5 separate regions of the Mus musculus genome follow, and all the other regions are linked to region 3. Evidence: chromatin contacts called from public ChIA-PET, Micro-C and promoter capture Hi-C data. All regions are on one chromosome and are shown on one strand. The core of a region is the stretch at or near the end of the contact, and the rest is flanking DNA. Distances in the headings are between cores, read along the strand shown. Region 1 overlaps Phldb1 (pleckstrin homology like domain, family B, member 1). Region 2 overlaps Phldb1 (pleckstrin homology like domain, family B, member 1). Region 3 holds the start of Kmt2a (lysine (K)-specific methyltransferase 2A). Region 4 holds the start of BC049987 (cDNA sequence BC049987). Region 5 holds the start of Phldb1 (pleckstrin homology like domain, family B, member 1).

Region 1 (2,845 bases), core at 152-2,651, 170 kb before region 3:
GGGCCGGGGAGGGGGCTGGTGGAACTGACCCTTCTCAGCTGCTCCTGTAACTGTTCCCGCACTGACTCGGGGCAGTTATCGAGCTGCGTCTGGAGCTCGGCGTAGAGCGCCTGGCGGGCCTCCAGGTGCCTCCGTCCCGCGGCCAGCTCCGCCCTCTCCTGGTCGGCGGGAGGGGAGGGAGGCGGGGCACAGGGGAGAGAGAACACACACTCCTCAACTCCGGCCCGGCGCGGGGGGCAGGGGCGAGCACAGGAGTACACCGGGAGTTGGGGGGCAAGCAGCGAGACGGAAGAGAGCAGGAGAAGAAACAGAGGTTTAAGACGGGACTCAGGCAGGGGACGGTGTAACAAAGGCAGAGGTGTGGGGGCAGGGTGGAAATGTTGGTCCCTTTAGAAATGTTTTGGAAGGTCCTAAGACGGGACCTTCCGGTTCCGCTTCAAACTAAAGTTAAAGCCGATGCAAGAAGGCAAGTACCAAGCCTTGAGTTCTATCACTGTTCCGAGACCAAAATTTAACCCTGGGAAAAATGGGGATGGTGGGAAGAGTTAAATATAGGACTGGGGAGTAAACGTGGAGCTAAAGTTGTTAGAGTTACAGCAGTGCAGCAAGGGGACCCCAGCCCAACCCCCATGGCCTCCCTCCCCTCCTGCCCAGGGTGGAGGTGGGGTGCCAGCAAAGCAGGCTGAACTTCAGTAGGGATGAGGGTTGCAATTAGTTCGGCCCGTTGCCATGGTAATAGGAGCCCCAGGAGTGGATACAGGGAGGAGGTGGATGGCTCTGTCTGGGGTGAGATGACACCTCTGAGGGCGGAAAGGGGGACGAGGGAGGAGTTGGTGAGTCACCCCTCTGAAGGACATGCAGAGGAGACACTGTGATTACTGATTCCAAAGCCAGAGTGGGGCCATGGGCTGGAAGCTGGGCGGGAAAGTCAAGAGAACCTTCCCAACACCACCAACAGCATCAGCACCACCACCACCACCACCACCACCACTTCACTATCACGCCTCAAACACCTGGACCGGAGGGAAGGCAAAGTCCTAGGAGCAATCTCAGCTAAGTGAGGCTAGCCAAGCTGCTTGTGGAATGCCTTTCCCCTGTGCTGCACCAGCCCAGTTCACCCACCCATCCTGGAGGGAAGGCCTTGGTCAAGCCAGTCCTGAAGTCTAGATGCTTCTGCCTTGAAATTATCCTGTGTTCTAGGTGGCCTCCAGGGTAGAGGTAGGGAAAGGAACATCTGAATTCAGGGAAGCAAGAATGGGTAGCCAGCCACTCAGAAAGGGCCTCTTCAAGCTCTCCAAGACTGTGCCCACATCTGACCTCCTTATTACTCAGCTCTGGAGGGCTAAGCAGAAGGGACAAACAGTTCACTGCACCTCCAATCCCTGCCCTTCAGTAAACAGGCAACATTATGGAGGCAAAGCCCAGACCTTTCCAGTAGGAGGCGCTGTTTGGGCAGAACATCTCCTTGGTCATGCACATCTCCCCGCAAAACACACACACACACACACACACACACACTCTTATACTCCTCCTGTCAGTGTTCCACTAAGCAAAATTTAGCTGTGCCTTTCTGCCAGTTCCCTTCTGATAATGGGGACCCACACCAAGAAAAGAAGGCAACATTAGAGGGGAGAGGCCAAGGGCACAAAGGTACCCATGGAGTTAGTAAAGCTGGCCTAAGTCAGCCCTGCCTGGGCGGCCTGGCAGTTAGGGGCATGCGAAGAGCCCAGGACAGTGATTAGAGGGGGCGTTAGTGCAGGCCTGGTCGGCAAGCATAGGGTTAATCTGGCACAGAATCTGGGAGTGTGGTTTTGGGGGCCAGAGCCAAAGCTCCATTTATAAAAAGGGGGCAGCAACGAATTTTTAAGATCCTCAAAATTGAGAGCAAGAGGAAGATAAGTCTCAAAAATAATCCAGAAGGAAAAATTAAACCTCTTAGAAAAATACTGTCAAATCCAGAAATAGATGAACCCTCTCCACTTCAGAGCTTTTGGCACGCCGTTGGGCATCTTGGACATGGCTGGCACAACCCCCGTGGGATGGAGCAGCCCCTGAAGACTGGCACTCAATCTGAAAGGGTCAGGGGCAGGGCTGGGACCATCTGGGATGGGAGGCTGCAGATCCTGATGATAGGAAACAGAGGCCTGTGGGCCATCTCCCAAAGACCACATCCTAAGCACCTGAGGCATGCTGGAGGGAGCTTTCTCCTCATGGTGGGCTCCAAACCCGAGTCATGCCCCCCATCCCAGCAGCACCAGTCCTTCAGGCTGTGCTCAGTGCCCAAGAAAGGGCTTTGGCACTTCCTAGAAGGACCACACAGGTTCCAGAACGGCAGGCACCCAGGCAACCAGAGGCAGCACAGAGATCTAGACCCCCAAACACCAGACCAGCCCCCGGCAGTACCATCCAAGCTTGTATCTTCCACAGAGTACAAGGGCCCCTGTCCCTAGAGGGCTACAGAGACCACTCGGATTGCAGGACGGATGCTGAGGGATGTGCATCGCCAGGGAAGGGATACTGCCTTCCTTCTGGGCCACTGGTAGTCAGGTATGGGTTACCTTGTCCCTGTCCTTCTGGATGCCTGTCTCCAAGGCCACCAACTTCTCCTGCAGCTGGTCCACCGCCCTTTGTTCCTTCTGCAGCGAGGCTCGCTCTGCCTCCCGCTCCCCCTGCAGCAGTGCTCTCTCCATCTCGGCCTAGACAAGGGTATCAGCATTCTGTCAAGGCTGGGACCCAAGGGTGAGGCCCCATCCCAGGGCCTGCACACCTCCCGGCCAGGTCACCTCTCGGGCTGCCTCCTGCAGCTGCTGTTCCAGCTCCTTCACTCGGATCTTCAGCTGTTCTA
Region 2 (2,925 bases), core at 91-2,590, 190 kb before region 3:
CCCTGGGCTCCTAACATCACACAACCCCGGCATGGTAGGGCTTGGGGCTGCTCAGCGTTGAAGAGCTCCCACTTCAGACAACTCGAGAACCAGACGGGTGCGTGCACACACACACACACACACACACACACACACACACACACACACACACAATTTCAGAACTTGGGAAGTAGAGGCAGGAAGATCAGCAGTTCACGGGTTACCATTACCATAGCAAATTCAAGGCCAACCTGGGCTATGTGAAAGTCTGTCTCAAAAAGGAAAACCTAAAACAAAACGAAAAACCAAACTAAACAAAACACAGAAGGAAGCAGCCACAGAGCTGGGGATGCATGTAGTGCTAGCTCCGTGGTGGGCGGGGTTTGCCCCACCTCTGAGGGGCGGGGCTAAGAAGAACTGCCGTACACTGATTCCTACTGGGCTCTTTAGGCCATTCTACTCCCTTCATGTGAACAGCATAGAGCATATACATTGCACACAACATTCAAGGTCAGGGAGGAGGGGAAGGGAATGGGAGGGGGAGAGGGAGGGGGAGGGGAGCCGTCAGAGCAGAGGTGAACACTGGGTGTGGAGGAAGGGAAACAGGCCACTACAAACACCGATCACATGGTACAACTGCCACCCTCAGCCACCAGCTCCAGGAGAGGATGATACTAACCACTGAATTCAGAAGTGACAGCTACCAGTAAGCTCCTCTCATGGGTCCCTCTCCACTCCCCACACTCCGGGTTACTTCAGGCCCAGTTCCCTCCTCCCTCCGGCCTCCTGAAGGTCCTGTCCTAGCCTCTAGCCCTGCCTCTCACCTGACCTGGTGTTGAGGAATGGGTTTTAAAACCTTCTCTGATGGTTCCTCTTTGGGGAACCAGCTGCCTGTGTGTGCCTGGCTCACACTGCCGCCAACACATCCTTGCCTCGCAGCCTCCCCCACACTGAATTAGGTGGAGTCTCTTGAGATTCTCACTGTCCCCTTAGCAACCCAGCTCTTCACACCCCAGGGCCATCTCCCTCCTGTCCACAAACTCCTAACCAAGATCCACTGCGGGCCACTGCAACAGACACCACAGATTCTCAGCACAGAGCTTGCAACACTCAATGTGAACCTCTGTCATCCACACCTATATCCTCCTCCAACGGCAACAGCTATGTGCCAGGCACAGAACAGGCGCTCGCTTGCTCGTGGCAGGATGACTGAGTCCTAGGAACTGACACCTGCAAAGGGATCCTAGGCTCTTGTGCTAGGAAGTTACAACGTGGCGAGGAGGTACAGGCACACAGCCTAGTTGCTTGCCAGCGTGGCTTGGAGCTCAGGAGTACTCTGCCACATCTGAGGGAAGGAAGAGGTGTGAAAAGCAAGAGCCCATTCAGAGCACCCAGCATAGTCTGGCACGGAACTCGGCATCTGTCACTACAGCATTACACTCCGGGCTGATGTCACACAGCAAGGCAGGGATGACTGCCGGAGTGCTGAGGAGGGTGGGAACGGTTCCAGGTAAGGTGAGCGCCTGGAGGGGTTTACCCACGCTAATCTAATGTGCTTTCCTGTTGTAGGAAGGAGGAGGGCGCGGGTCCAACCGGCAAGCCACACCCAGGTCCTGGTGTAGCCCTAAACCCATCTCAGCATTTCCTCCTGGCCATCCTCCAGTGGTATTGTGCTCTGCCCCCCTTCTTCTTTCCCTGGAAATAGTAACAGGGAAACAGCAACCTTCGTACACTCTGTCCCGCCCACCTATCCTTGGTCTTGTGCAATCTGACTTCTGCCTGCTTGCATGGTGGAAACCCTTCTCTCCACAAATCTCAGACCCGGAGTCAAATGGCCTTTGGGCCACATCCTGCTTGACCCTCTGGTGGTATCTATCATGGCTGGTGACACCTTGGGCTTACAAATGTCTGTTCCCTTGGCTGGCTTCCTTCTGTTTCCGCTCCTCGTCTAAACGTGGTCTCCTTTGTTTCACAGGCATGAACCAAGATTGCCTTTGCCAAGCGCCAGCCCAGCACCTGGCGCACAGTCAGAGCCAGCTTCCTGCTTCCTTTTCTGCCTCTGCTGCTTTCTATCCTGCCTCTTCTCCACTCGTGGCTGCTCCTCCCCTCTCCTCGGCCTTGTCCTTGCTGAGAGACTGTGGGCAAAGGCTTTCTGAGCCCTGTTAAACTCGTTATACGTAACGGAGGTGTCAATATAGCGCTTTTGGCAAAAATTAGATGAGCCGATGCATCCAGAGTACCAACCGTTCAAGTGTCTGATGGACAGGCCCTGAATTTCCTATAATTATTACGCCAAGACTTTCAACTAGGGTCTGCCTCCCAGCCTAACCTTTTCCCTGGACCTAGCTAGACGCATCTCAGCCCCAGTGTGTCTGAAGTGGCTCTGCTTCTCAGGCTGACAACGTCCCTCTAGCTACACTCAGGCTTGTGTCTCTCCACATCCAGGACCCATGTCGACTGGGGAAGGCTTCTCCTTTTTTTTTTTTTTTTTTTTTGAGACAGGGTTTCTCTGTGTAGTCCTGGCTGTCCTGGAACTCACTCTGTAGACCAGGCTGGCCTCAAACTTACAGAAATCCACCTGCCTCTGCCTCCCAAGTGCTGGGATTAAAGGCATGCACCACCACACCCGGCTGGGGAAGGCTTCTTAAAAGGGCAGAAAGTCAAGAGGTGCAAGCAAGGCCCTGGGCCTGGGCATTCATGACCTGGAAGCCCTCCCCTTTCCAGGCTCTTGGTAGGTAGGGCTGTTTTCCCCAGCTTTGCAGGTGGCGGGGCTGAGTGACTGGTAGGCAAATGTGTCACACATTACCTCCCCGCTGAGACTCTTAATGTCAAAGCAAAGCGCCTCAGAACTCTCTTGGCTCTGCCAACACGCCCAGTAACGTTCCAGAAAGTCGCACTGTGCCTCAGAGACAGCCAACCCGCAGTGCACAGCGAGTTCATGTGGTG
Region 3 (2,904 bases), core at 37-2,536:
CCATTTTCCCTCGAACACACCTCTGGTCCTTCCTCTAAAGGAGGGAAAGGGGTGGAGTTGGAGGTAAATCCCTGACACCAGCAGCCTAGGAAACGTAGCCCTGGAAGATGAGGAAAGAGACAACGCTGGGGAGAGCACTGTTATCTTCGCAGGAGAGATGAGAACGACAAGGTAGAGAGAAAGCTTTCCCCGAGGGGTAGGGCGGAACGAGGAGGCCTGGTGTGCAGGAGGTGGGAGTGGGCTGGTGGTAGAGGTGAGACAAGGGGGAGTGACTGGCAAGGTGAAGACCTGGCTGGGGAGGGAGGGAGGGTTGGTCAGGTTTTCAGAAGCAAGGTGCAGGAAGGGACCTGGATTTCCCAAGGGCCAGGATAAGAACCTGGCTCTGGATGAAGCCACCACCCGAGAGATGTCCAAGGGGGAAGACTGCCCTAGGAGTAACACATCTGCCCAGGGAAGGAGGCGGAGATGTGGCGGGATCAGGTCTCTGGCAGAGGGAGGGAGGAATCTGGCTCGGATGAGGTAATCTGTGAAAGGGAGGAGGGGTTCAGTCCCGGGATGGGAAACCCCCGCAAGGGGGTCTGTGCCAAGGGATTTGGGGAAGGGTCCAGGGGAAGAAGGCGGGACGGGGGCTAAAGGCCCTCAACTAGAAGGGTCTGAGCCCTCGGGTAAGGGCGCCTGGGGGTCTGCAGCCCATAACGGGGGTCCTGAGATGGGAGGGCCATTTGCCCCACGTTAGGGACCCCAGGATGTTTCCAGAATTGGGATGCTCCTCAGACCTGCATGGGGGAGGGGAGGGGTTCTTCAGAGGGTCGAGACCCCGGACCTTGGGGTTCCTCGCCCCCTTACCTCTCCGCTGCCGCCTCCCCCGCCGCTCTCCCCAAACACTGCCCGGAACCGGCGCAGGTTGGTGCCGATGGCGGCCGAGACCTGCAGCGCCGCGTCGAAGCCCGGGCCCACCCGGAGCAGGGCCGGCCCTGAGGAGGCTGAGGACGATGACGAAGACGAAGACGAGGCGGACGACGAAGAGGCTGCTGAGGCGGCGGCCGCTCCCCCTGGAACCCCAGCCCCGCTGCTTCCCGCCGCCGCCGCCGCCACCGCCGGGGGGGAGGGGGGCGCCCCGGGGCCGCCACCGCCGGCCTGGGGCCCGGGGGGAAGCAGCAAGGCCGGGACGCGTTGCCGCGGGGCGCCCCCTAGGCCCCGGCGCCCCCCGCCGCCGCCGCCCCCGGTGGTCCCGGGTCGGGCGGGGAAGCGCCACCGACAGCTGTGCGCCATGTTCGCCCCGTAAGTGAAGCAGCGAGAGGGAGAGGCGACAACACAGGGGGGCGGGGAGGCGGAGGGGGGGGAGCGGCGGGCCCCGGAACCTGCCTAACCCGCCTGGCGCCGCCCAGATGGCCGTACCCCGCGGCCCGCTATGCCGAGCGCCGGGTGGCGCCCGCCTGCCCTGCAATCTGCATATGAGCCTCTGGCCTCCGCCTCCGCCGCCCGGAGGCCGCTGCTCTATGCCGAGCCCCGGGCCCGGCTCCTCCCGCCCGGCAACCTGGATAAGTGCATGCCCCGCCCTCCGGGAGCGGCAGCGCCAGGGAAGATGAGGGGGGGAAGGAAGCCCTGGAGCCCGGAGCGGAGGCGGGTTCCGGGGAGAGGGGGGAGGGGGCGAGGGCGGCGGGAGGATGGAGGCGGAGGGAGCGGGTGGCCCGCAGCCGAGAGAGCCGAGAAGCCGATTACACACGTTCCCGGGACGCGCAGGGACTTGAGCGGCCCAGGAGAACCGCTTCCAGTGCGGCGCGGCTGCTGGGTCCCCGGAGGAGCGAGCCTTCTCCGCCGCTTTGGAGAGCGGCGGGCTTAGCCCTTATGGAACGCTTCTAGAATCCAGAAAGCTCCATTGTACTCCATGCAAAACCCAAGCGTCGCCCAATTGATTCTATGCAAAATGGCAAGGCTCTCGGCGAACGCGCCTTAAAAAAATAAAATCCAATAAAAGAGGAGCCCCTCCCATCTTCACGCTTGGAGCTCTTTCCAAAATCCACACAACCGTGTGGTCGGCCTCTGCCACCTCCTCGCTCCACTGTGCGCTGGAGGGAGGTGAGGGGCTTCTGGTTTCCGTGCCCTTCTCCGGAGTTGGGGTGTGTTTTCCCAGTCCAGGCGTTGGAGCCACAGCGTGCGCTCCGCAAACGACCTGGCGTTACAACGGAGCTGAAACTGGGTGGCTAACGGACAGGGCCTGGAGGGAAGAGGCGGGCAAAGGCGCCCCGCCCCTTCTTCCTCCGCTTCCAGCCTGCCGCTGCATGCAAAGCAGACCCTAATGTATGCACACGGAGGGAGGGGGCTCGCCAGCACATTTCTCATGATTGGGAGGGGGGGGGTTTGAAGCCCGGCGTAGGGCATTATGATACACAGGGTTAGCAAGCCGAGAGGGAGGGAAGAGGGGTAGGGCAGTGCCGGGGGTTGATGGTGGGGTGAATATCCACGGGATTTACTTTATTGCAGGAAATGGGAGACGGCGCCTCCAGCGAGGCGTTAGAAGCCTGCGGGGATGGAAAAGCCAAGGAGGGAGGGAGAGATTGCTGCCCGAAGAATTTGCCTTGGCTGAGGCTTAGGGATCGATACACTGCCTGCAGACCCGGAGCAGCCTCCATCTCCCCCAACCCCCAGCCGAGGTGGAGTTCGCAGGAAGGTCATGCAGCCGTCCAGGTCTCCCGCACCGGTACCCGGCGCTGCTCTAACCAGGACCTCCCCGGGTGGCAGATTTGGGAACGACAGGGTGGTTCATAGTAAGGCAGGTAGCAACCAGCTCCAGCCCACTGGAGGGTGTACTGCACGCCTCCAGAGGTCCACGGCCTCCTGGTGCTGAAAAATCTACGTCCTTCCTACGGAGAGACGTCTGTGCCTGAGGAGAAAATGGGGAGG
Region 4 (2,937 bases), core at 108-2,607, 210 kb before region 3:
CAATATTGCATAGCCTGATTGCCCTTTTCCAGAGGCCCATATGTCCCCAGCAAGAGAGCCACCGTGGTATCAGGGGAGGTGGCTCTCAGACTTTGGGTCCCCATGGCAGGACCGGGAAGTTGGGGTTCTCCTCCTGTTCATTCCTCCGGTAAAGTGGGATACAATGGCCCTGGTCCTATATGGGCTGAGGATTCCAGAGCTGGAGCCAGCACCGGCAGGGCCATGGGGGAAAGGGAAGGGTGATATGGAGGAGGAGGGTCTTGGAGCAACAGATCCGCTGGCGAAGGGTCTTGGAGGATTGACTTCTCTCAGGCCCGGATCCCTCCTCCCGTGCTTCTTTCTTCCCGACAGTCAGAACCTGTGAGGTGGGTCTTGGGGAAAGAAAGGCTTTTATCGGTGGGGAGGGGAAGGGGGGTGGGTTCTCCACGAGATTCTTCCAGGACACTTGGTCTGGGTGCAGCAGGGATCCTGGCCTAAAGACTTTTTCCTCTACTGCTTTGATCACCTGCAAGTTGAAGGTCCCTACAGGTGGCCCCCTTACTCCAAAAGTGGGCCATTCTGAGAACAGAGTCAGTTAAACTTGCTCTTCTCTTCTTTTCCTAACTTCCCTCCAGTGATTAACTAGAATGTTTAACAAGGTAGATTCGGTCTGTCCAATGTCCAAAGATGTCGTCAGTCCAAGTCCAAGAACATAGAATGAGGTAACCAACACCAACAAACACAGAGAAAGACAATCAACACACAGTTCATCCCTTTCATGGTCACAGTTACAGACAGTTCGTCCCTTCCATGGACGCAGAGCAGAGTTGCTTGGCTGGCTCCAGCCTCACCAAGACAAACCAGGCGTCCCTGCCAGTACAGCAGGAGCCAGATTATAGGAAGACTCAGCTCCTGCCAATACTGTCTTGCTGTTTCCAGAAGGAGTGGAGCCCTCCCAGTTCCCTTCAGGGTCTCTGGAGTATCCCCCAAATTCCCAGCAGTCTCAATGTTAAGGCACGTCTGTCAGCTGCACTTAACCACCCCAGATACCATAAACTCTCCAAGCCCCCGACACTTGCAAGCAAACCAAAAGTTCAAACAGACTTACAGACTCAGACTTTGACAAACAGCAAGGCAAACAAGAAAGAACCTTGGTACCTGCTCGAGACCTCTGATTCACGGCTCTCTGGTGTGTCCTCACAGGAGGTCGAATTCCCAGCCCATGCACCAAATGTAAGACTCTAACGAGCCTTAGCTTACCTGGGACCCCTACCCCTGCCACAGTGAACAACTTGGAGCTAGGGATCGATGCAAAAGCAAGAGGAATTTATTGTTCCAGTACACTGGGGTCTTCCTGCACCTGAAGGAAAGGCAGCAACCTTGGGCAGCCCGTTTGGCCAGTTTTTATACAGCTTTCAGAGGTAGAATAGAGCAACAGCCACTAGGCACAACGTGATTGGTAGAACAGTGTGACTTTTAAACTGATTGGTCCTTAGGGAATGGGGTGGCAAGGGCTTTCCTTGTCTGTGGGGGCAGCCAATGGTCTGTCTTTGTACTCTGGGCTTCCCTTATCTGCAGGTGGTCAGTGGTTAGTCCCTGCTGTGGTCTGAGGAATGGGGTGCCTGTGTGCTCTATGAACTTTCTCTTCCAGGAGGGGAGGGGTCTGGTGGAATTTGTCAAAGTTCCTGAGCTGACCTCTTCACAGCAAATGTTCTTAACCTCTGAGCCATTTCACCAGCTCCTTGGCAAAACCTCTTCACTAACTGGTGCCAAAATGTCCCTCCAGCCTGTCACACAACTTTTGCACCAAGTCTCTGGATGTCTCATGTGATGGCATGGCCTCCTGACTATTCCTCAGGACTCAGTGCAGACATCATCTTATGGTGGGGCTTCCTGATCCATCCCCGAGAGGTTGTCCTGTGTCCTCACAGGGTCTCCTGTAGATAACAGGGAGTTTGATAAAGCTTTGGAGAAGACTTGAGCCATTCTGTTTTAAGTGATAAAGAAATGGTCCCTTCTGGCATTAGAGACTAGGGAGCCACACACAGACTCAGTGTCTAAATCATACTTGGGTGACCTCAGTTGTGGCCCTGGCCCTTGGGTGCCCACCCATATAACTCTGAGCAAAGTCCCTGAGCATGTAATACCAGTTAGAATTGAGAAATGGAAGAAAGTGGCTGATGGGGTAGTGAGCACTGTAGCTGGAGGGCAGAAGTGGTAAGCAGTCCACAAGAAGTTGAAACACACATCTCCCCCCTCAGGTGGCCACACCTCATAGCCTGGACTTTGGCTGACCTGGGTAGGCAAGTGAGGCAGGCCGTGTTCAGCAAGCCAGAGGTGCCAGGGTTTGCTCATTCCGTTCTAGGCACCGTGCCCAGGATGACCTGGGAGCTGCACCTGCTGCTTCTGCTGGGGCTGGGACTTAGGTCCCAGGAGGCCCTGCCACCACCCTGTGAGAGGTAGGGAGGTGGAGAAGCTGTGTGTGTGGGGGAAGACAAGGGTGGAAGGCTGGGATGAGAGCTTACCCTCTGAGGACCAGCCTCTCAGAGGATAAAGAAGGAAGAAACCAGGCTTGTAGGGGTAGAAGGACCAAAACCTGACACCAAACTCACTGTGTTGGAACGAGGTGGAACTTTGAGGCAGGCCTATGTATAATTCCAGAGCTGTTGACCAATGTCTGCCCTCCGTGCTGCTGACCAGAGCTCACCAGCCAAGCAGCTCCTTGGACCAAGCAGGGCTGTTCTCTTCACTGTTCTAGCAAAGCTTGCCTAGCTTAGCGTGAGGGGAGTCTAGGTCCTGTCAAGAACTTACACATAAGTTCAGCCTACCTTGCTGCTCTTTCTGTGTCCCAGGGCAAGTCAATCCTTTCTTCTGAGCCTCAGCTTCTACCAGCAAATACAAAGATGGGGGGGGGTCACTCTACTTCCTGGGTCTGGAACTGTCATTCTCTCTTCCACT
Region 5 (3,037 bases), core at 381-2,880, 150 kb before region 3:
GGAGGGCAGCTAGGAAAAGAGGAATCCCCAGCAGCGGGAGAACAGAGTCTTGCACAGTCTGGGGACAGAGTAGACAGAGCTGGGAAGAGTAGTTGGGGTGGAGGAGTATTGGGGAGCGACGCTGGAAAGGTGCACTTCTCGGAAACCCGCAGGGTTCGTGGATCTCCCCACAGCAGAGGCTCGGCCCTCCCCAGGCCACCGGGTGGGACAAGGCAGCAGTGTTGGGTCGCCTGCTGCGGCAGCCCCGCCCGTCCGGCCCCGGGGACAAGCGGCCTTTCTTCAGCAGGGCAGAGAGAGAAAAAGTCGCTTGTTTGCACAGCAGGGAAAGGGGGCGGCCTCGCAGCTGCAGGAAGGGGGCTGGCATGTGGAGGGAGGTGCGTGCGTGCGGGGAGGTTGCGTGAGTGGAGCAGTCTTCCCGGGCGACCCTTCCCAGCGCGTGGAGTGCGTGGTGTGAAGCGGACTAAGTGTGTGAAGTCGAGGCCCATGTGAGGATTCACGTGTGCACCCGTGGGGTGACACTGGACTGTCGGTGTGACGTGTCTTGCGGGTGCGCGGAGGTGAGGCGTGGGATGCTGTGCGTGGGAGCTGTGCGGACGCCCGTGTTAGTGGCCAGTTCTGTTTGTGTGACCGCTGTGGAGTGAGCCCGAAGTGCGATGAGTCAGTCTCCGGGAGCCTCCGGGACCGCTGAGCTAACGGGCCCAGAATGCAGCCCCACCCCGGCTCACTGGGTCCCCCGCCGGGCCGCGCAGTCGCGAGCCAAATCCCCGCTGCGCTGGCCTGGGCGGAAGCGTCCGCGGCGCCAGGGCAACCCCGCGCCCCACGACCCCACCCAGCCGCCTACCCTCGCTTCCCCATCCCGGGGGAGTCCGATGACGGCGCTCGACCTCGGCTGGGGAACTCCGCGCTGTTTTTGGATCCAGACCGCGGAGGCGGAGCGGGAGCCAACGGCTCAGTCATCCCAGGTCGCCGGGGACCCTCATAGATAACGGGGGTCCTGGAAAAGTGCCCAGGAGACCCTAGACATGGAAACCCCAGGATCCCTCCCTGACTCCCTCCCACGCCTCAGAGTTGAACTCCACATCTTTTTGAGTCCATCCAGGCAGCTGGAACGAGGACAAGAGCGGAGACGCCTAGGGGATCCCCCTTCCTGTGGTCCTGCTGATGTGGAGAGGAACCATGTGCGATGCTGTAGACAAGGTCCCGCGCGCGTACCCAACCCGAGACTGCAAGTGTGGGATACTGGCCATCGGGGTGCCCACAGGAGGATCTAGATCCCGCAAGACTTGGGGGGGGGGAATTCCTCCACTTAATACCAGGGCCCCCTCTGGCGGTGGCGCTGGCAACGACTCAGGAGGGCAAGAGCAAGCAGTTCGCCGAGGGCGGCCCACAAAGCCCCTTCCGCCAACGCACTCACCTGGCATGGCCCCCTTTTTCCGCACCTTTCTACCCAGTTCGCTGGGCCAGACTGGTCTCGTCTGGTCCCGGGGACTTTCCCTTCTGTAGACTCAGCCAGACGGCGAATGGAACCCCGAGGCATAGTGGGAGGGGCACGCTTACCTTGTGGGGAGTTGGGGGGACACCGGCCCCTTTGCCCAAGTGGGCCGCGGCGGCCTCAGGCTGGCGAAGACTCTGTTGCTTTTCCCCTGGAGCCAGCTGAGTAGGAGGAGAGGGAGACTGTCCCGCCCCGCTTCCCTGAGTCCCCGCCCCCATCCCGTCCTGTCCGCCTGGCCAGCTAGAGAAGACGCCCTTGTGGTGCTGGAGCCCAAGGCCCCCACCCAGCTTTTCCCACAGCAGCACCTCCCCCGCTTGCACAGCGCCCGCTTTGTTCATCTGTACAGCTGGGCTTTCCACCACCACCACCAGGGCCACCACCGTGCAAACTCTCCTCTCACCCTCCCCTTCCGACCCTCCTAGACCACCCTCCACTCTGGGCCTCGAAGCACTTCTTTATTTACCTCCGCCTACCCAAGATGCCTGAATCGTCCCCTGACTCCCCATGAGTCCTAGCGCAGCCCTACCACAGATGCTCAATTTCCTTTCAGAACATCAACTGAGGGCACCCAGGTCAGCCCCTACCCTTTGCTGTTCCAAGCCCCACCATAGAGAGTTGTCGATTTAATAATTGCACACCATGCTTCAGAAATGAACGTGAAGGCAAGGTCCGTTGAAAGTGTGCTGTAAGCCAAATGATGGTGGTCTTTTTCCCAGCACTCGGGAGGCAGAGGCAGGTGGATCTCTGTGAGTTCGAGACCAGACTGGTCTCAGAATGAGTTCAAGGACAGCCAGGGCTACACAAGAGAAACCCTGTCTCAAAAAACAAAAACAAACAAAAAAGTGTGGTGCAAACCACAGGACCCAGGAAAGCTGAATGGAGCCGGCCTTTTTGCCTCTGTCCATTCACCTCCACTAAAGAATTGTTGGGTTGCAGCTGGAGCTGGAGGCAGGGTAGAAAGACACCAGGTTGGCTGAAGAGTGGGAGTTTGAGGAAGAAAAGAGGGAGGGGGGCAGTCTATAAGCCCAGCCTGGCGAAGTCATTCAGCAGTCCAACCCGCACCCCGAAATCCAAGCTGACAGTGTAGCCGCACCTTGCAAAGCCTGCTCTTGCCCCAGGAGACGGCTGGGAGGCCTCATGGGAGCTGAACTCAGACTAGACTGGGCCTCTTTAACCTGCACTAAAGGATTGGCAGAGGCTTTTCCTCAGTGAAGGAACAAGCAGGAAGCCCCCAAGTCTGGCTTAAGGTCCAGATGGGATGGGTTGGAGAAAATTTAAAATGAAAGTCCTCTTTGGAATGGACAAACCCAGTTCTGTTCCAGTGGCTTTTGTTCTGTGTTCTCTCTCTCTCTCTCTCTCTCTCTCTCTCTCTCTCTCTCTCAGGAATGGCAGGAGACTGAACTGCAGGAATTTGGTCACTCATTGACAGAACTAGCATTAGTAGGGGGCATCCACAGCTGGCGATTAAACCTGAGACTGTGGAGCAATGAACAAGAGGGAGGAGGAGAAGGAGTCCTACCTGCCACCTCCTCTAGCTAACAGAGG

What was found. Promoter capture Hi-C pulls out the DNA fragments that hold promoters and counts their contacts. A called contact is a pair of places that touch in the nucleus more often than the background predicts. ChIA-PET counts read pairs in DNA pulled down with a chosen protein or histone mark.
Region 1: a contact with region 3 is called in a promoter capture Hi-C map of hematopoietic stem and progenitor cells, with 2.0 times the contacts expected there. The contact joins the enhancer-like site here to the promoter of Kmt2a in region 3. A contact is called at or near these places in 1 of 39 promoter capture datasets (hematopoietic stem and progenitor cells), 2 of 484 Hi-C or Micro-C datasets (both in embryonic stem cells), 2 of 115 datasets of contacts at active chromatin or transcription factors (effector CD8 T cells and extraembryonic endoderm stem cells) and 3 of 9 other capture datasets (adipose tissue, liver and pancreatic islet).
Region 2: a contact with region 3 is called in an RNA polymerase II ChIA-PET map of effector CD8 T cells, with 16 read pairs. The contact joins the enhancer-like site here to the promoter of Kmt2a in region 3. A contact is called at or near these places in 1 of 39 promoter capture datasets (embryonic stem cells), 3 of 484 Hi-C or Micro-C datasets (B cells and embryonic stem cells), 1 of 115 datasets of contacts at active chromatin or transcription factors (effector CD8 T cells) and 3 of 9 other capture datasets (adipose tissue, liver and pancreatic islet).
Region 4: a contact with region 3 is called in a promoter capture Hi-C map of embryonic stem cells, with 2.8 times the contacts expected there. The contact joins the promoter of BC049987 here to the promoter of Kmt2a in region 3. A contact is called at or near these places in 4 of 39 promoter capture datasets (the C10 cell line, embryonic stem cells and liver), 1 of 484 Hi-C or Micro-C datasets (B cells) and 3 of 9 other capture datasets (adipose tissue, liver and pancreatic islet).
Region 5: a contact with region 3 is called in a Micro-C map of embryonic stem cells, with 2.1 times the contacts expected there. The contact joins the promoter of Phldb1 here to the promoter of Kmt2a in region 3. A contact is called at or near these places in 5 of 484 Hi-C or Micro-C datasets (embryonic stem cells, muscle stem cells and olfactory sensory neurons), 4 of 115 datasets of contacts at active chromatin or transcription factors (embryonic stem cells and extraembryonic endoderm stem cells) and 4 of 9 other capture datasets (adipose tissue, embryonic stem cells, liver and 1 more).

The regions. Positions count from the first base shown.
Region 1 is chr9:44,708,365-44,711,209 of GRCm38.p6, forward strand. It overlaps Phldb1 (pleckstrin homology like domain, family B, member 1), which reads right to left. Exons shown (of 22, transcript NM_153537.4): 8 at 2,784-2,845; 9 at 2,559-2,696. Among named protein-coding and RNA genes, the nearest start is that of Phldb1, 25 kb to the right of the region's middle. Within about 2 kb of position 1,402, at least 126 of the 459 cell types and tissues checked have an H3K27ac peak or open chromatin away from gene starts, as enhancers often do. A contact at or near this core is called in adipose tissue, embryonic stem cells, hematopoietic stem and progenitor cells and 2 more, where this site is marked.
Region 2 is chr9:44,690,456-44,693,380 of GRCm38.p6, forward strand. The region is part of intron 20 of Phldb1 (pleckstrin homology like domain, family B, member 1); the gene reads right to left. Among named protein-coding and RNA genes, the nearest start is that of Treh, 19 kb to the left of the region's middle. Within about 2 kb of position 1,341, at least 134 of the 459 cell types and tissues checked have an H3K27ac peak or open chromatin away from gene starts, as enhancers often do. A contact at or near this core is called in adipose tissue, effector CD8 T cells and liver, where this site is marked.
Region 3 is chr9:44,880,003-44,882,906 of GRCm38.p6, forward strand. It overlaps Kmt2a (lysine (K)-specific methyltransferase 2A), which reads right to left and starts at 1,287. Exons shown (of 36, transcript NM_001357549.2): 1 at 847-1,287. The coding sequence starts at 1,272. Gm39326 (a long non-coding RNA gene) reads left to right here. Exons shown (of 4, transcript XR_870694.3): 2 at 1-2,701.
Region 4 is chr9:44,670,903-44,673,839 of GRCm38.p6, forward strand. BC049987 (cDNA sequence BC049987) reads right to left here and starts at 1,358. Exons shown (of 2, transcript NR_165440.1): 1 at 1,240-1,358; 2 at 1-371. Treh (trehalase (brush-border membrane glycoprotein)) reads left to right here and starts at 2,331. Exons shown (of 15, transcript NM_021481.3): 1 at 2,331-2,438. The coding sequence starts at 2,359.
Region 5 is chr9:44,733,568-44,736,604 of GRCm38.p6, forward strand. It overlaps Phldb1 (pleckstrin homology like domain, family B, member 1), which reads right to left and starts at 1,631. Exons shown (of 22, transcript NM_153537.4): 1 at 1,558-1,631.